Linked DNA regions of Urocitellus parryii: region 1 is linked to region 2. A link is a contact called in public Hi-C data. All regions are on one chromosome and are shown on one strand. Each heading gives the region's core, a stretch centred on a gene start, on an enhancer-like site or on the middle of the called end of the contact. The rest is flanking DNA. Distances are from core to core; before and after follow the strand shown.

Region 1 (4,924 bases), core at 569-3,068, 260 kb after region 2:
ACATTTGCAGGCACATGGGTAGAACAGTTTTCAATCCATGTGATCGCTAATATGGATTCGTTTATAATGAGAAACCATCTCCTATTTCTGTCAGCTGCTGACACATCGTCACTGATCCAAAATAAACTGGAAACCCAAGTTGTTTCCCCCAGACATTTATTGGCTAAAGGTTAGAAAGGGACACTTGGAATCACAACACAATTCTGATTGGTTCTCTTGCTTGAACCTCTGCGAGGTTACTATTATTGTTCAGAGAAGCAAGGTGCTCTGGGCCTGACTCTCCCAAGGGTCACAGATATGTTGTATTAAGGGTTAATCCCAGCAAAACTCCTAGCACCATGCTTAGTATATAGTTGGAGCTCCATAGACATTAGCTTCTCTTTTTCCTAGGACCAATTCCCATGGTAGAACATGGTGAGAGATGGCAAATAGGCAGAGGACAATCTTCAGTCTCAACAAGGGACCGCCAGTGGCATTCAGCAGCCTGGCCTACCCTGGTAGTGTCCCTTCCTCCCGTCTTAAGTCTGGTATGACATGGTCATGGTATTCCCATGGATTCCAACAAGCTGAGCCATGAAACAATAGGTAAAAAAGGGACTTCTCCTTGATTCAAGTAACAGTGTCACTCACTGGGTTCCATCTTCAGTACAACACAAACAAAAAACCCACAGAGAATAGAAGTGCTCTGGCCTCTGTGTTTAAATGAGTGAATGCAAAATCCATTAAGGACACCACTAATGTTGGTCTCACATTGTTCCCATTTTGGAGGGTGTTATTTCTGGAAAGCCTAGTAGTTTCATGTCTTGTCCAAAGAAGATTCTCAAATAACTGCAGACCTGAGTGCAATTTCAGTGTGACAATTCCTGCATTAGGGGAGTTGCACCCCAGTAGTGACCTCGCCTCCCCCCGCCCCCCCCCCCCCCGCCCCCGTACATCCCTGACTTTGGAAACCAAGCCTGGGTCCAACCTGGAAAGTTGTTGGAGATCCTGCAGTCCCCGCCACTGCAGCAGTCCTGGAAGCCACAGTACCACGTAGTGAGGATATCCAGGTACCGTTGACCCAAACCAGGGAGGCTCCAGCCTGGAAAAAGAGGGGCTGTGAGACAAGGACAAGAGCCTTTGGCCCACGGCAGTGAACAGAGAAGCGACAGCCATACCACGCCATTTGTTAATGACAACGCCAGAACCCAAACTCGAGTCCCCACGCCCCCTGCCCAGGTTCCGCCCACTGCACGTGCTCCAGCGCGTCTCCGCGAGCAGCTGGGGAGGAGAGGTTCCGGGGCTGGAGGGCAGTCACCAGCTGCGTCCGCGGCGGACCTTCCTTAAAGTCCCCAGAAGGCGGGAAAGGGCAGCACCCTGGGCTTGCGGGGCGGGCTGGAGACCGCGCAGGACGCGGCGGAGGCGGGTCTGGAGGCGCAGGGACCGGGTGGGGCGGCGGGCGGCCCCTGCCCCCAGCCGCGAGCCACAGGCTGGCGAGCCCGGCGCTGGCCGATGGGGCAGCCGGGTGCCGCGAGGAGGGGCACCCCGCGCCCGGAGCGGCAGGTGGCCCCGGCGGTCGGCCGCGCGGACGGCGCTTACCCCCGGGCCCCGCGGCGGCGTCGGCCTCGTCACAGTCGTCGGGCCACAGCTGGCAGCTGAAGAGCGTCCAGTACCGCCTGGAGAGGGCTCCGGCCGCCCGCAGCCAGGCCCTCGCCGAGCCCGGCTCGTCCGTCCCCTCCCACGGCCTCTCGAAGCCGCCGTGCCCAGGTGCGGCGGCGAGCGGCAGCAGCAGCAGGAGGCCGAGGCCGAGGCCGAGCGGGGGCCGCGGGCCGCGGGGCATGGCCGGGCTCTGCCGCCTCCCGCCGCGGCCGCTGCGGCTCTTTAAGGCCCGGGCGGGGCCGTGAGGCGGGCGTGGGCCCGGGGTGGGTGTTGCCACGGCGACCGCCGCCCGGCTGCCTGCTCTCTCAACCCGTGACCCGGGCGGGAAACCGAAACCGGGCTGGTGTCCCGGGATGGCGTCCTGAGGCCGACTTCAGGTCCTGTCCACCCCGACAGCTTCCAGGGTAGTCTATTTCTGGGGCACGATTGCGGTTGCAAAGGCGGTGACACCAGGCCTTGAAATGCCCACTGTCAATCATTCTCTTATTATTTTCGGGTAGCTCTGTTGGTCCATCTGAGGTCTACCAAATAAGGACACACTTTCGTGCATGGCCCCTTGTCTACAGTCAACTTCCTGCCAAACTATTAGAGGCAGCTGGGGATACCCTCTCAGCCAGGGGAGTCAACTGAGCAGAGGCCCTGGGAAGAACGTGCAGGCGGAGGGGGCCCTTGATCCTCTGCAGAGGGAAATGAAACACTGCAGCAAATAACCAGCAGGCTTCCACCAAAAACAAGAGGAAGCTAAAGGTTTCAAGTTTGGAGCTATTTGGGGTTTGGAAACCACCCTCCAAGTTCTGGGGAAATCATGAGGTCTCCTGTTGAGTAATTATATCTCATGAAAAAGAAGGCTACAAGCTCTGTGCACTCTCAGCTAGGTTTGTAACTTTCAAGTGTTTGTGACTATGAGCAGCCATCAGACACCACCAGCATGCCTTTGAGGGCCTCTTTCCCTTGGATTTCCTTCTTCATAATATGAAGCACAGGACAGATTGTTTTAAATTTCAGAAGAGCCTAAAGCAGTTTTCAGAGTTATCTTGTCCTCATTGGAAACCACTCTAGAGTCAGATCAAGGGACCCACCTGGCCACTATCTTGTTTGGTGACTTTGAGGCTGGGCTCTCCAGTTGGTCAATGAATCTGAGCACCAGACCTTGCAAACATCACAAACTGCCCCCTCGGTTCATGCCAATCTTAGATCACACTCAATGCCAGGTCTGCTCCAATCTCAACAGCTCACCAAATTTACCTTTTTATTCAAATAGCCACAGAGGCCAGATAAGCACCTTTGTCAGGACACCATGAAAACTCAGTTGACAAGCAAAGTTATGTATTTTGTGTCTCACAGTGATGTCAAAAGGGAACCTAAACTTTTCACAGAGCAGCAGTTAAAGCCACCAGTACAGCATGACTTACTTGGAAAAACCAAGTAGAATCATTCAGAGGACAGCTAACTTGACCCACCACACTATAGTTTTGGATTTTTTTTTTTTTTTTTTTTTTTTTTTGGTGGTGATGGTGCTGGGGATAGAACCCAAGGCAAGCACTCTACCAACTGAGTTACATCCCCAGTCTTATAGTTTGGATCTTAAGTGCCACCCCAAGACCCACATGGTAGAGAACTGGTCCTCAGCTTGGTGCTATTGGGAGGTAGTTGGAGGCCAGTGGGACGTCTTTGAATAACTGGACATGACCAAAGGGACTATGGGATCCTGTTTTCTTCCTTTTTTGCTCCCTGACCATGAAGTGGGCAGTTCTGCTCTGCCACATATTCCTGCCATGATGCACTGCTTCCTTCTTACCCCAACCAGAGGCCTAAAAGCAATGGGTCTGCCTGACCATGGATAGAATCTCCCACACCATGAGCCAAAATAAATTTTCCTTTATAATTATCTCAGGTATTTGTTATAGTGGCAAGGAGCTAATATATCTTTCTGCTTATTTGAAAACTAAAAACATTAACTCATTCAGCAAATATTGTTTTGAGCATGAAAGGCAATTTAGCATAGTGAATAACTCAACAGGTTCTACCACTTTCTATTTGTGTAACTTCAATTTCCCCACTCATAAAACAGTCATGGGAATGCTGCTAAGATTAAATGAGCTAATTTGAGTGCATCATAAACACTCAATACTTTATTTTCATACATATTTGTTTATATGATATATAAAATAGACTACTGGAGGAAGCTTGCTTGCCATTAGTTAATATTGATATTTATAGGTGAATTTATGGTAATAAAATTACTAATAACAGGGCTGGGGTGAAGCTCATGGTAGAGAGTCTGCTTAGCATGCATAAAGCTCTGGGTTCAATCTCTTGTACTTATTCTCAAATTATGATAACAAACCAGTGGCCCTCAGCTGTAATCCCAGTGGCTTGGGAGGCTGAGGAGAAGCATCTCAAGTTCAAAGCCAGCCTGAGCAATTTAGTGAGGCCCTAAAGAAACTTAGTAAGAGACTGTCTCAAAATTAAAAAAAAAATAATAAAAATAACGTTTGGGACTGTAGCTCAGTGGTTATGTGCCACTCAGTTCAATCCCAGTACAAAAAAACAAAACAAAAACAAGTTTTAAGACTATGGAAACAACTATCTCTACTTACAACTGTCATCTAGTGATAACTGCTAATTTCTGAGATGCTCTAGTTTGGATTTAGCATTTAATGGTAAATAAACTAGGTTAATAGGAACTTGATTTCAAGAAACTTTTTTTCCTAAAAAAAAAAAAAAAAAAGAGGAACTGGGTGTGGTGGTGCATACCTTAATCCCAGTGGCTCAGGACTAAGGCAGGAGGCCTTTGAGTTCAAAATCAGCCTCAGCAATGGTGAAGCACTAAGCAAATCAGTGAGACCCTGTCTCTAAATAAAATAAAAAATAGGTTTGGGGTGTGGCTCAGTGGTTGAGTGCCTGAGTTCAATTTCAGGTAATTAATTTACATCATTCCTGATACCAAAAAAAAAAAGCAGCAGCAAATTCTTTTCACCAAAGAGTCCTAAATAGAGACAATAAATCCAAACACCAGCATCTAGACAAATCTCTGAATATTTCAACAAACTGTTAGCACAGTATTCTCAGAGGCTGGAGAGTAGTGGCTGTAGTATCTAGGATGATGGGGACATCTAGAGGCCATTGTGAGAACTACAAACAGCTAGGATTCCTCAGCAAGCATCCTGGCATTGGCACTGTGTGGGAGCTTGTCAGAAAGGCACTCTCAGACTCTTGGACCTACAGAATCAAAATCTTCATTTTAATAATGTCTTCCTAAAATAAAGTGGGTATGTGACACATT
Region 2 (4,690 bases), core at 1,498-3,997:
AATATGCAGAGCCAATACCTACAGCTATCATACTTATAATCATCATAAACAAAAACATGACCACCCTTTTGGATTGCATTCTGATTTATCAAAGATACTGCAAGTTTTATAATCAATGATTTTATGAGTTCTCCAATCCTGCCCCTCCCAAAGCTGTCACATGAAATGAGAAAATGACTATTAATCTGCATCTATCTGAACCTCTTCCTTCTTTACCTTGCAGCTCCTGTCAGGGAGACAGGATGGTCAATCAGGTATTTGAATTTATTCCTTCGAATAGGGTGCTGCCAGACATGGTCTACAGGGCGTGGAAGAGTACCCTGGGAAAAAGAAAAACACATGGATATCCAGCAGAGGGCACTCTAGTCAAGCAAAAAATCTATTCTTAGTAATTGAATATTTATATTTTGATACCCTGTGGAATAGAGCAGAATTCTTATTCAGTAGCATGGGCAAAGACTGAAAATAGAATATTTCTACAAATATTAAAACTAAGTAATGGTAATTTTGGTAAGTTAACATGAAAACAGATTAATAGAAATATTCAAGCCTTGGAAATTTCGGTGAAAACATGAGTTTTCAATGTAGAAAATTACTTTAAAAAAAGTTAAGACCACTTGGAATATATAACCTGTGCCCAACTAACACTTAATAAACAGGATACCAAAGAGATAATATCCCCAAGTAGTCTACATGCAAACTTACACACCTTTGGAGTTTTAGTTTTCTTAGGAGGCAGTAAATATTCAGGACAGGGACCAGCATTGGCTGCATAGGTCAGAGAAAGCAGAATCTCCTCGGGGATGAACTCATTCTGAAGGGAAGTAGGAAGGGGTTTGGAATGACCCACCATACTTTTTTGCTCCCTTAGTTCAGGAAGTCCTAAGAATGAAAAAGGAAAGAAAAGCTCTTATTCTAAGTTTTTGGATGGGGCTTCCCACACTGCCTCATAATTCTCATCTGTATTTTCCTAATAGAGAGAAACATTGCTTCTGATTGAAAAGGATAGTAACAAATAATATTTAAAACACCAAAGATTATCTGGTCAAAATAAATGTATTACCTACCCTACTCACATCAAACAACAGGTTCAAAACCTCATATACAAAGCTGAACCTGAATAGTCCAAGCTGAAAATTAACTCACTTCACTTAACTGGGAGAGCTTTAAGATGATGGGAATCAACTATTTTCCCTTTGATATGCAAATAAAACAAGAAATCTTTCTTCAATCTGTCAGATTATTTATAATTTCTCTCAAGTAAATTCAAAGGTAAAACGACTGTATTAAATTGAGGATGGGGGCTGGGGTTGTAGCTCAGTGATAGTGTTTGCCTCTCACATGTGAGATACTGGGTTAGATCCTCAGCACCAAGTAAACATAAATAAATAAAGGATCGTGTCCATCTACAATTAAAAAATATTTTTAAAATTGAGGATGGAAGGGATCTGAGTGGAGTTTAAAAGTAAAAGTAGGGGTTGGGAAAACAGTTCCGAGTACTTACCTAGCATGTATAAGTCTTTGGATTGGATCTCTGGCACACACACACAAAGTAAAAGCAGAAGTAGGATTGTTGGAAATGAAAAGTGGAATAATCTCAGCAAGCTGATAGAATAAGAACTGTGAAGAGTATTCTCCTCAGCTTGATTAGCACACAGAAGTAAAAAACATGGGTAGTAGGGCTAATTCAGGAAAAAGGCTTCCAGGAAATCAGTCAAGTAGTTTGGTAGTCACTGTTCATAACTTTTAGTAAAGAAGTACTATGTTTTCATCACCATCAAAACTTTTTTAAGATTTATACTACCAAGTCTCTCTCAAGGGTTTGGTATAGAATATCAGAAGAAATAGGGGGGAAACAAAAAGGTTAGGTGGGACTTCAGCAGAATCTCTCCCAACAACTCCTGAAGGTGAGACTGGAGAAAGTGTTATCCTAATAGGGTGAGGATGCTTTTAGCAATTTTTGTTTATTTTTTTATCTTTTTTTTTTTTTTTGTAGTTGTAGATGGACAGCATGACTTTATTTTATTTATTTTTATGTGGTGCTGAGGATTGAACCCAGTGCCTCAGGCATGCTCCTAAAGTATCTATCACTGAGCTATAGCCCCAGCCCAGCAATTTTTATTCTAGTGTAGATCTGCATTCATCTAAGAATGAAAAGCTCACAGAATCGCTCTCATTTAGAAAAATATTAAAACTTGATACAAATACATAATTTGTATGATTTGCATGTGTCTGTCTTATCTCCATTATTCTTTTTAAGTGCCTTAATGTCAGAGAGCAACTACCAAAAAAGATGCCATTGTATTTAAAACAGGAGGGTGAATTTTTAAAACAATATAAAACTCATCAGCATTTGGAAAAAGTATAAACATAGCCTTTAGGTGGAGTAATTAAACAGGGCTGGTTCTAAACTACTATAAAAGAAAATGGCTTTTGGTTTTACTTGAACGAGTGTCAGAAAAACAGCTCTAGTGCCCACTGAGGATCATTTGATCATTTGATCATCAGAGACCAGCTTTGATAACACAGGGAGACCCTGGGCTCAGAGGAAGGGAGGGGAAAAGGGTAGGGGAAAACGTCTGATGAAAAATGGCGAATGGAAGGTGATTTCTGTCAATGATCGCGATTATGTTGGCGGGATCCTTCAAGTTTACCTCCGGTCTCCTCCTTGACTACAGAGACTCTTGACTTTTTGGCCTCAGATGATAAGGAGTTCAGAGATGCGGACGGTGTTTTCTGAAGAGACATAGTTTTTTAAAAAAAGGGGAGAGGGCGCGCGCGAGCGAGCCTCCTATCGTTCTTTAGTAATTTGAAATATTCCTCAAATTAATTTAAAAGTAAATCGGCCGTCGTACCAGGACTTTCAGGCTGTCACATTGTCCTGTAGGCAAAAGAAACGAACAACAAAAAAAAAAAAAAGAGAGAGATCTATTACGTGCTTGTGTTCATTTCGGAGTTGGAATCCACCTGGCAGTGTTCCCCTTCTTGGGGGGGGGGGGACCCCGAGGTTCTCTAGGGTCCTCTAACGTGACTGAGAAGCCAGCGAGTGTGGGAGGGTCGGGGAAGGACACGCTAGCCCCACCACAGCCGGCCCGCCCGCCCGCAGCCCTGTGGGCGCCGCCCGCTCGTGTCCCCAGCTTCCCCAAAACAGTGCCCCTCGCGCAGGACAGCGCCACGGTCTCGAATGTCAGGCACGGCTCGCAGCGTTTCTCCACTAAAAACCACAGGAAAGGACACCTGTGAGCTGTACCGGCAAATTGGGTTTCCCGCCAGGCCTTCGGCCACCCGGTCCTCCCCTGGAACGCCTGCGCATCGTCATGGAAACCCAGGACCCCGCTCCTTAGCAACCCTCAATCGGGACTGCCTTCGGAGGTGCCGGCGGAGGAGGAAACAGCCGGAAAACCGTCCCTTATACTCTCCCGGAGCTTCAGTGCAAGTCACAGCATAGATTCACTAACAATTAAGAACAAAAGTGTTTAATCGAGCTGTTGTCACGGAATCCGACAGCGTCTCTGCACCGGCCTAACGTCCGCGGACCGGGCTAGTGCGCAGGCGTCAGTCGGGCGGGCGCTCGCTCCCAAACGACCTCCTTGGGCCGCGCCGGAAACGAGCCAGGGTGGTTTCCGGCGCTGTCTCCATTCTGTCTTGTTTTGCATATTTTTTTTAAAAAGCTAAGCTCGGGAAAATTGGATAGCCGGAAACTCTAGGTTCCTATCCGTCGGGGTTTTCTTGCTAAAGCTGTCTGGCCCCTGGCATTTGTAACCCCGTCTTCTGTGGACGCGTGGCCTTTCCCAGAGCACGCGCAAGGCTTTCCTGTGTCCATTTTCCTTTTTTCTTTTGTGAAGACAAAGGAGTGCTGCACTTTATAAGGAGCCAACCCAGGTAAAATAGTTTTAAAAACCCAACTTTTGCCGGGCTTCGTGGCGCACACCTGTAAACCCAGCCACTCCGGAGGTTGAGGCAGAAGGATCGCAAGTTCGATGCCAGCCTCAGCAAGTTAGCGAGGCTCTAAGCAATTTATTATAGAGTTCCCGTCTCAAATGTAAAAAGGGCTGGGGATGTGGTTAAGCACTCCTGGGTTCAATCCCCAGTACAAACAAAACTAAACACAAGTTTTCTCGCTTAAAAACCTGCTCTCAGGACAGACTCTTCTCGGCTCCTACCTACCTACCAACCAGGGGCCATTTGTATTAAAGCGGGGATTCAGTGATGAATAATGAATGCGCGTGGAGACAAGGTCTAGATAACTTTGAGAAGGAAAGAAAACTTTATTGTATTCAGTCGTCATATTCCTTACAGTGCCTGCACAATGCCTTCAGTGTGCGCTTTGATAACACAAAACAGTTATCCAACCGATTAATAAAATTAAGGCTCTGGTTTCCAGAGTAACAGAAATATGGGCAGAGGATTCAAAACCAGAAACATAGTCACTTTTAACTCTTCTAGTCTGACATCTTGGTTGTCTGCGCATTTTAGCCTGCAGCCGTATCTCCCCTATCCCCCTAATTTTTCTTTTTCAAATAATTAAAATACACAAAAACAGCATCATAGAACATGTATAGTTCATGTTAAGGATTGGCAACCATCAAAACAAGTGACAGGTTAGAAGCCAGGCAAGCACAAGTAGGCAAGGGTAATTCCCCCCAAAGCTTGCCTCTTTTATCTTCACTGTGTCACTTAGTTTGGAGCC

What was found. A called contact is a pair of places that touch in the nucleus more often than the background predicts.
Region 1: a Hi-C map of muscle shows a contact between it and region 2, with 9 times the contacts expected there. The contact joins the promoter of Tor3a here to the promoter of Axdnd1 in region 2. A contact is called at or near these places in 2 of 2 Hi-C or Micro-C datasets (liver and muscle).

The regions. Positions count from the first base shown.
Region 1 is chr9:135,113,370-135,118,293 of mUroPar1.hap1, forward strand. Tor3a (torsin family 3 member A) reads right to left here and starts at 1,819. Exons shown (of 6, transcript XM_026388473.2): 1 at 1,579-1,819; 2 at 968-1,081. The coding sequence starts at 1,819.
Region 2 is chr9:134,847,600-134,852,289 of mUroPar1.hap1, forward strand. It overlaps Axdnd1 (axonemal dynein light chain domain containing 1), which reads right to left and starts at 2,748. Exons shown (of 24, transcript XM_026388475.2): 1 at 2,655-2,748; 2 at 710-882; 3 at 217-320. The coding sequence starts at 2,748. LOC144256900 (a long non-coding RNA gene) reads left to right here and starts at 3,634. Exons shown (of 3, transcript XR_013344307.1): 1 at 3,634-3,882.